Linked DNA regions of Gossypium hirsutum: all the other regions are linked to region 1. Evidence: chromatin contacts called from public Hi-C data. All regions are on one chromosome and are shown on one strand. The core of a region is the stretch at or near the end of the contact, and the rest is flanking DNA. Distances in the headings are between cores, read along the strand shown. Region 1 holds the start of LOC107897029. Region 2 holds the start of LOC107897878. Region 3 holds the start of LOC107897877.

Region 1 (3,282 bases), core at 755-3,254:
GTATAAGGCCATGGGTAATGGTCAATATTCATTTTGATATTGTATAGTAGATATTTCTTTTTATGGATGGGTAAATTTGCACAATTGAAATGTTGTCTATTATGGTTGATTTGACCATATGATGTGCCCTTGTATTGGTATAGAGTGATCTTATGCAGGTAATGTAAGTAAGGGTGGCAAAGAGACTTGGTAAATAGTCTTATTTTGTCAACACAGGTAGGCACACGGGCGTGTGTCTAGGCCGTGTGTGACATAGGCTAGCCCCATGGGCGTGTTGTCCGGCCGTATGTTCCCTACACGTAAAGTTTACAAGTTAGTATGCATGATAGTAAACACATAAGCAGAGACACGGCCATGTGTCTCAGCTGTGTGAAGGGCACGGCCTAGCACACGGGCGTGTGCCTTAGCCATGTGACCCTTAAGAATTGCTGACATCAGAAACAAAATGTCCAGGTTTTTGCACACAGGCTAGGACACGGGCGTGTCATAACTGTGTGAAAGACACAGGCCAGGGACATGGGCGTGTGCCAGGCTGTGTGAAAACTTCTGTAGGTGTGAATTTAGAATTAATTCCACACGGGTGAGGGACACGGGTATTCCCTGTATTGCTTAGGTTGTTTGAGTCACACAAGCCAACAGCACGACCATGTCTATTTGGCCACACAGGCATATTGCCCTTCCCACACGGGTGTGTGGCCCTGTGTCAAGTGTCATTTTTCTAAAGTTGACTAAAGAACTCGAGTTGACTCCGAATGATTTTCGATGTGTATTTTGGGCCTCGTAGGCCCATATTAAAGACATGTTGATAAGCTTGAGAAAGATTTAAATTTGTCCAAGTCTTACAGACTCGAAATTGGTCGTAAGTATGAGTTTAAGTTAGGTAACGCCTCATATTCCGTCCCAACGTAGGATACGGGTATGGGGTGTTACAAATTTATTTATTCATTGTTCAAATAAATAAAAAATAGTTACATGTTTATTAGAATATGGACACATTTCCTAACAGTGTCTAGCGAAAATGACATATTACAATGGAAACAAACCCCATGATTTCCTGAGAATGGGTTGTACACATGGTAATAAATGAAAGTGCATTCATGTGTATAAATGAGAGACAATGCAAACTACATGTATGTTACACGCACTAAAGCCAAAATGATTCAAATTTAAAAAAATCCCAGCGAACATTTTGAACTTAGTTGACACATGGCAATGTCTAGAGGCAAGTTACTTTATAACCTCTCTTTGGACTAGATGGCAATTTTTATACCCCCAACCTCTCGAGCATAACCCATCGAGGATTAATGCCAACACCTCGTAGAATACCCCAGAGTGCCACTCCTCGAAAACTAGGCCCACTCATCGGAGCAAGTACCATACCTTGGAAAAATTCCTAACATACCACCTCTTAAAGCACCAAATGTGCTAACTCCTTTCCCAACACCTCATTTAGAAATGATATGAGAACTCTTTGAGAACTGCTCGATCTAGGCACACTTGTACATACGATACATATATTAAATATAACTCTTATAAAAAAATATAGAAGCATACTATACATATATTTACATAGAATATTATATTATTAATACACATTTTTCTTCAAAAACATTAATACAAGACACTCACATATTCATATATAATTTTATGATTGATTAACTTTTATCAAAATTGTTAAATTAAATGGTATGAAATTTACTCTTCATTAAACAGTTTTGCAAATATTGATTAGAAAGCCGAGGTATTAGAAAAAGGAAACCTTTTCTGAAAGGAAAGATAATTCCTCCAAATGACAACTTCAAATCTAAGATTAAAACATTAATTATAGATCAATCTCACCTAATTAGACCTTTTTTTTAACACCGAGAATTTCCTTTTGGCTTTTCCCAAAACCACATTCACTCAATTCACATCCAAATTTCACAAAATGGACCCCAAAACAGGACCGGCGGCAAATTTGAAGGACTTTAAAAAGTTAAAAACACGTCTCAGGATGGCAACGATCGTCAATTACAACGAACCACAGGGAAATTTCCGTACATAAACTAAAAAAGAAGACTCAACTCGCTTTCTACTCTCGTCCACGTCACGTCACGCGCCTTCCGAGTCTAAAACCAACGAATTTGATTGGTCAAAAGGACGTGTTCCATCCCTAATTCCGCGAGTATAAAGACAGCCTCCTACTTGCTCTCCAACATCGTTTTTACACTGATCTCTCTCTCTCTCTATCTTTATAAAAAAACCTCCGGCTATTGGGGTTTTTGGTTTCGTAGATTCGTTTCGCTTCATTTTTGTCTCGTTTTAAACAGTAATTTCCTTCTTTTTTTTTCATTTTTTTCTTGGAATTTTTGAAGTGTTTAATAAAAAAAAATGGCGTTAGTTTCATTCGTCGGGAGGGTTCTTTTCGCTTCAGTGTTCATCCTCTCTGCTTGGCAAGAGTAAGCCTTTCTTCAGATCTGCACTTTATCCTTTCTTCTTTGTTATTTTTTAAAATAATAGAACCTGTTTTGTTCTATTGAAAAACGAAGTAACAATATGATGTATAGCCTGGATCTGAATGCGGATTTTGGAACTTGAGAGCTCTTATGAATGTCTAAAGGTTTGTTTGAACTTTAATTAATGATGATTTATTGCTCGTTCTCTCTCATTAAAGAAGAGGATGATTAACTGTGGCGTTTTATTTAAACAGATCTTGTTTTTAATAATGTTGCTAGCTTTATTTAGAGAGCCAGTGCAAATTAAGGTGGTGTTAAGAGTAAAATTTTAAATATGTATTGCTGATCTGGCTTGCTAGAATTGCTTAGATGTTTAATTCTTGGGGCTGCTATATGTATAGGATATAAGTGTTTATGATATAATAAATCTTTTATTTAAGTTCTAGATCTCATGAATATCATAAATTTTATAATGGTTGTTGGTTGGCAGTTAATATGTTGTATAAATGGTATCTGTTTATCTAATTATGCATGAAAATTATTCACAGTCGCATGTGGGGTTTTGAAGTTGAATTGCGAGTCTTTTAAAGAATGAAAATCCTTAGTTCTACTCATTTGCGTAGGGGCTTGCGGAGGCAATGGTGTAAATTTTTAGCATTATTATTGTGCTGAAGGAAATATCTATCTATCTATCTATCTTTTCCCATGTAACTTACATTAGCTAAAACATATGTATTAAAGAGTTGTAGAACTGGCTTTTTATTTTTTTTCTTTTTAATCACAAGTGAGCTGTTTTCTACCTTAAGCTTATATTTATTGTATTTTGTAAATCTGGACTACCATAGGT
Region 2 (2,968 bases), core at 96-2,595, 150 kb before region 1:
TCTGGCAAATTTACATGGAGTTGAGATGATATATGTTTCTTAGCAAGATCAAGCTTTGGTATCAACTCCTTTGCTGCAGGCCCGCCATCAACCCCAAATTCATTGAACCTGCCAACATGTTGAACATCTACTAAAATATCTTTAGTGTTTAAAACACGGGTGCTAGCCGAGCTCTTTACACAGTCTATCTACGAATACAAATTATAATCGTACGAGAAAAGACTCAACAACTATATAGCAACGGCACAGTTAGACTCAGTACAGGGGTAGTTACTGAAATTACAACATCAAAACCAGAATTGTGAGAATAGAATTTCAGCAAAGCATTGAGAAATTCAGGGTTTTGGTTATTGAATCAACTGCTTGATTATACAAATGACAAATATCTATCGCCTCATATCTATTACCACTTCATGATACCCGAATTCATCTTCTTCTCAGAATATGGCATTGCCTACACAAAAAATATTGTCCAGGAAGTACTTAAATGATGCTACCCTATCCACTAAAACTAACCATCCAGTTCTGCATTTGGAAATATTATGTCTATTCAACAGAAAATAAAGAAAAAAATAAAGGTTTTTCATACCATTTCTATATCACGGCAACTAATAACATTTAAACTATTAAGTATAAACACACTTTTTCTTAAAAGAAAAAATCTCACATCGACTCCAAACTCCTCAGATTTAAAATCTTGAAAAGCGAACCACATCCTCAACGAAATTCATCACTAACAAGAGTTACAAATTAAGGAAAATAATGCAACAGTACCCAAATACTAACAAACTTGGCACAAACAATTTTTTTTAAAGGAACAGATCTGAATAATAAACATATTTCTTAAACAACCCAACAAATAGAATAAAGAGATCCAAAACAATAAAGAAAGAGTGATTACATTTGCCAAGCGGAGAGGATGAAAATAGAAGCAAAGAAAACTCGTCCGGCGAATGAAGCAAAACCCATTGGTTTTTCCCCCTTTATCTTCTTACCACTTGGTTTCAAGCGAAAAGACAAATACAGCGAATTTCAGGGTTCTCCACACTGTTTCGAGCGAAAAACAGTGTTAAGAGAGCAGATTTCAAGGTTTAGTTTCTCCCAAGAAGCAAGTAAGAAAGGGATTTTTTTTTTTTTGAGAAGAGGGGGGGGGGGGGGCTGGATTTGGCTTTGTGGTCGGGATCTTGATAGGTCAATTATTCATAAATTACAAAGAAATTAAAAGGAGAAAGTAATAAAATTTAAGGATATTTATTGAAGTGAGATGAACACGGAAGACATGAATCAAGATCCGACTCTTCACGACACTATTACTATTTTAGTAGTTCCCTACTTTTGGGTTTGAATTTTAGCTTTATTACTCTTTTACCATTTATAAAGGCTTAATATCATAGTTATCCTTAACTAAACCGACCCAGCTAGGGTATTTATATTAAGAAATACTTTAGATTGGTTGACCGATCTAATTGAAGCAAATTAAAAATTGACTAAACAAATTTTTAAATTTTTTAGATATATATTTTATATTTTTATAAATATTTTATAATTTATCTAATTTAATCGAATTGATTGGACCAACGAACTACTAATCTGACCAGTTTGACCATTAGTCCAGTTTTATAAACATTTCTTAATACATCATTTGGTATTCAATTTTTTTTAATAATAAACAACTTTTGCCATTCAAATTTTGGGTAAAAGATGGTTACAATCTATTTTGATATATATAATGTAATACTTCTATTTTTTTATTTAATGTGGTACTTGTATTTTTATAAAAATCATACATTTTGATACTCAAAATAATGATATTAATTTTTTAGTATTTAATTTATATTTTAAAGCGAATAGCATAACGGAGGAGTGATTAAGCTCTATGTTGACATCCAAATACTAGGGTGCAAACCGTGTGGTCGTTATCCCCCTTCCCCTATTTATAATTTGTACCTAAAAATACTTTTTAAGATTGATTTAATGAAAATTTATAATTAGTTAATAACAAATAATTTTCATTAAATCAACTTAAAATTAAAAAAAATCATAATTAATACTAAATTTATTCTATTAATAAATCATGAAAATTCAATCCTAATAATATTATCAATTTTTTTTCGTCAAATCAATTCTATAACTTGAATTAAACACAAGTATCATATTTAAAATATATATCACAATTGAATATCAAACCATATATTAAACCCTTTTATTCACTAGAAATAAGAATTTAAAATTCTTATAGACCAAATGAGACTCTGGCAAAGAGTAAAGCTTTGAAATTTTAATATCTCATGTTTGACTAGTAACTTATGTGTAGATTTTAAATTGGATTCAAATATATTCAGGTTATTAGTTATATTGTGTTCTATAATGTTTAATTTTGATTCAATTAACTCATATCATATATCATATCATATAATAAGGCACAAAAATTATATTGTGATAAATAGTGAATCTTTAATATTTTAATTATTTATAAAATTATTTTAAATAATATATTAACTTTCCTATAATTAATATATTATTTAAATTATTAATATTGTAACACCGCTAAAATTAGGTGGTTAGAATTTTAAATTTTTCATTAATTATATCTTAACATTAGTAGTTAAGAGTTTAATAAAATTTTTAGAAGAACCAAGGTTCAAATCCTACATTTTTCACTTTTCCCTTTTATTTTTCTGCACTTAAAGAACCAAGGTTAATTAGCTTATGTATTATTTGTCGTAAAAAATGGCCATAAAATGGGCATTAGTCTAATAGTAAGCTTTTTCCTTTTCATTCCTTTGATCTTAGGTTCAAGTCACCTTGGTTTCTCTCCCTTTTCTTTATTTTTTTCCTTAATTTCGGCCAAAAAAGGTTAAGTGCCAAACAAACATTATTCTTTCTAAAGTTCCACTAATAAACCACTTCCTAGCACAACTACGATTTCCTATTTGATTTCAACCCAAATTGAAACACCCATTCTTCT
Region 3 (2,921 bases), core at 11-2,510, 200 kb before region 1:
AGAATAATTTATTTATTTATTTATTTTCTTTTGGCTTTTGTTAGACATTATTAGCTTGATTATTAATAAATCATTTTTTTATTTTATAAAAAAGAAAAGAAAAAGAAAATGGTAGGTAATTAATTAATTAATTTTATATGTTTAGATTTTTCACTAATGGCCACTTCTCACTTTTTATTTTATTACTTTTAAAATATGATTTTAATTACTTTAATTAATTTATTGAAATTAATCAAATTTTATTATAAATTAAATTAACACTCAATGAATGAATTTAAAAATAAATATACAAGCCACGTATAATTAGAAACAATTTTACTATTTCAATTAATTGATACCTTAACTTTGGGTTTTGAAAAATTTTAATTCACAAGTAAAACTAAGAAACTTGCATTTCTTTAATTGATTAAAATAATATATGAATCTTGTGTTTTGAAAATATTTCTTTAATTCACAACCATATCCTTATTGAATAAACAATCCAACATAAATATAATACAAACAACAAATTGATTCGGCATTCCACAAACACAACCATATACTAATTATTATATGTGGCGCCTTTTCTTTTCCCGAGATGATCATTCGGATCAGATCGTAATAATAAACCCAAATCAAATCGGCACCCAAACGACGACAATATTTATTCTCTGTTTTTTTTTTTTCTTTCAAACGAATTCCTTGTTAATTTCGTTGGTTAACTTTTGGTTTCTCTTATTCTCACTCCCCAAACAGGAAAAGAAATTGATGAAATTAAGGGGAAATGTAAAATCTGTATCCCAAATCAGTTTTATTGTTAAACGTACTAATAAATTATGAACATATTGATGGACATTGTTGTAATTTCACAGAAAATTAGTGACGTATACGTTGAACAGAAATACGCTCAACGCACCCCGTTAGATCTAACTACTCTTTTTTCTTTTACATCTAAACCGGCACAAACGGCGGAACTAACGACGCCGGCTCATAACAAAACGGAGCCGCTGTATGCTTCCACATTTTAGGATCAAGCTTTTCAGGCTCCTTAGTCTGGCTGTGTCGCAGCTGCTCTTGACGCGATGGATCTTCCCGTCTCTCAGCTATCCTTCGATCGATCGAGGGAGGCGAAGGAACTAGAGGTGATAAGAGAGGGATCGCAACGTTCCAGCTAGAAACTGGACTAATCTGTAAGGAAGCCGGTGCACGCCGTTGAAGTCGACTGAGCTGCCGCTGATTACCGCCGTTGATGAAGGAGGTTTTCCTCGATGTAGTCGACATGAATGAGAGGTGAAATCTGACGGTTTTGGTGATTTATTTAATATGTGAGTGAGAAAATTAGTTTTTTTTGTTTTCTAAGAGCAAAAAAGATGGAGAGTTTCTGTTGCGAGTAGGGAGTTTATAAAGGGAGGAGGGGAACCGTTGTCTAGCGCACGTGAAAAGGTTGGCTTAGCTTAGCTGTCAGTTAACATATGAGCTTGGCTTTTTACAGCCACACCAGATTTGTTCCATTTTTTTACCTTGACCTTCCTCTTTTTTTTTTTTTTTTTGAGCTTTGGGAAATTTGTTGGTTTTTCTTTTCCTTTTTTTGACCGAATATTGCTTTATTGGTTTGATTTTTCTTTAACATTCCCTTTCTAGTTTCCACTGATTATAGTTTTTTATAATGTGACATTTGTTATTTATATTTTATAAAGTGTTAGAATTTGGTATTTAGTGTTAAAAATGTTAGTGAATTATTATTAGCTAAAAAAATTGTCATGTAGAATTTTTTTTTTAAATTATTAAGTTTGCATGAATCATATAACATTATGAAAAAAATAAAATAAAACAAAAAATTAATTAAATTAAATTAAAAGCAAATAAATAAACATATAGTAAATAAAAAAATAAATACTGAACTTATATAAGCAACACATCATTTCCCCACTTAGATCATCTTTTCCGGAAAAAAAAAACTTTCATTTCAAATACTATTTTTAGTTTGTTTTTAAATAATATTTTTTATATTTTCATGTAAGCTTAATATTTATTCTTTTTATTAACTATATATTTAGTTTTTTTTAATTCAACTTTTATTTAGTTTTTCACGTAATGTCATATTATCTTTATGGACTTGATGATTTGGAAAAAAAAATTAGGTGTTAAATTTTCATTGATTGATTTAGCAATTCACTAACGATGTTAACACCAGGTACCATAATAAAATATATATTGATAATTCAAGTAGCACATTGGATATTTTCAAAGGTATCATAATAAACTAAATATTGGACATTTTATAAAAGAACAAGTACAATAATAAAACATATATTGATAGCTCAAGTACCATATTAAATATTTTTAAAGTACAAGTATCACAGTGAACATTTTATAAAAGTACACGTACCAAATATGATATTATCCCTAGTTTTTTTAAAAATAAGATTTGAATTAATATATATGGTATTATAATTTTTAAAAAAGTTATAATTAATTAACTATACTAATAATTTCAATTAGAATCAATAAATCAACTCAACTCAAACTAACTAATTAAACTCAATTAATTAGTTCACACATAATTTTTATAAGGTAAAATTTGAAATTGAACGCTTAAAGTTTTTATAACATCCCGCACCTACCCCAGTATATAGTATGAGTGGGAAATGTTACAAGAGCATAAACGTAACAAAATCTCGAAGGTATTTGACATTTTAAACTTCAAACATTTTTATACCATAAAACTAAATTTAAAACTATTTGAGGGCTTTGAAAGTACTTTAAAGTTATTTAGGAGTCGAATAAAAGCACAAACAAGCTAAAAATTAATTAAAAAGTTCTTTAAAATATATCCAAATAATTTCTTACCATTCAACAAATCTCATAACCTTATAAAACAATATCAAACCCATTTTCACTAAAAAATACACTTCATAATCATTTTTAAACTAAGTACCGAA

Evidence for each region. Hi-C and Micro-C count contacts between places; a contact is called where the count stands out from the background.
Region 2: a Hi-C map of fibers shows a contact between it and region 1, with 2.7 times the contacts expected there. The contact joins the promoter of LOC107897878 here to the promoter of LOC107897029 in region 1. A contact is called at or near these places in 15 of 34 Hi-C or Micro-C datasets (anther, callus, fibers and 3 more).
Region 3: a contact with region 1 is called in a Hi-C map of leaf, with 2.7 times the contacts expected there. The contact joins the promoter of LOC107897877 here to the promoter of LOC107897029 in region 1. A contact is called at or near these places in 3 of 34 Hi-C or Micro-C datasets (anther and leaf).

Annotation. Positions count from the first base shown.
Region 1 is chrA10:35,249,221-35,252,502 of Gossypium_hirsutum_v2.1, reverse strand. It overlaps LOC107897029, which reads left to right and starts at 2,004. Exons shown (of 5, transcript XM_016822357.2): 1 at 2,004-2,438. The coding sequence starts at 2,371.
Region 2 is chrA10:35,401,439-35,404,406 of Gossypium_hirsutum_v2.1, reverse strand. It overlaps LOC107897878, which reads right to left and starts at 1,345. Exons shown (of 5, transcript XM_016823462.2): 1 at 902-1,345; 2 at 1-108. The coding sequence starts at 969.
Region 3 is chrA10:35,448,952-35,451,872 of Gossypium_hirsutum_v2.1, reverse strand. LOC107897877 reads right to left here and starts at 1,260. Exons shown (of 1, transcript XM_016823461.2): 1 at 931-1,260. The coding sequence starts at 1,260. The coding sequence ends at 931.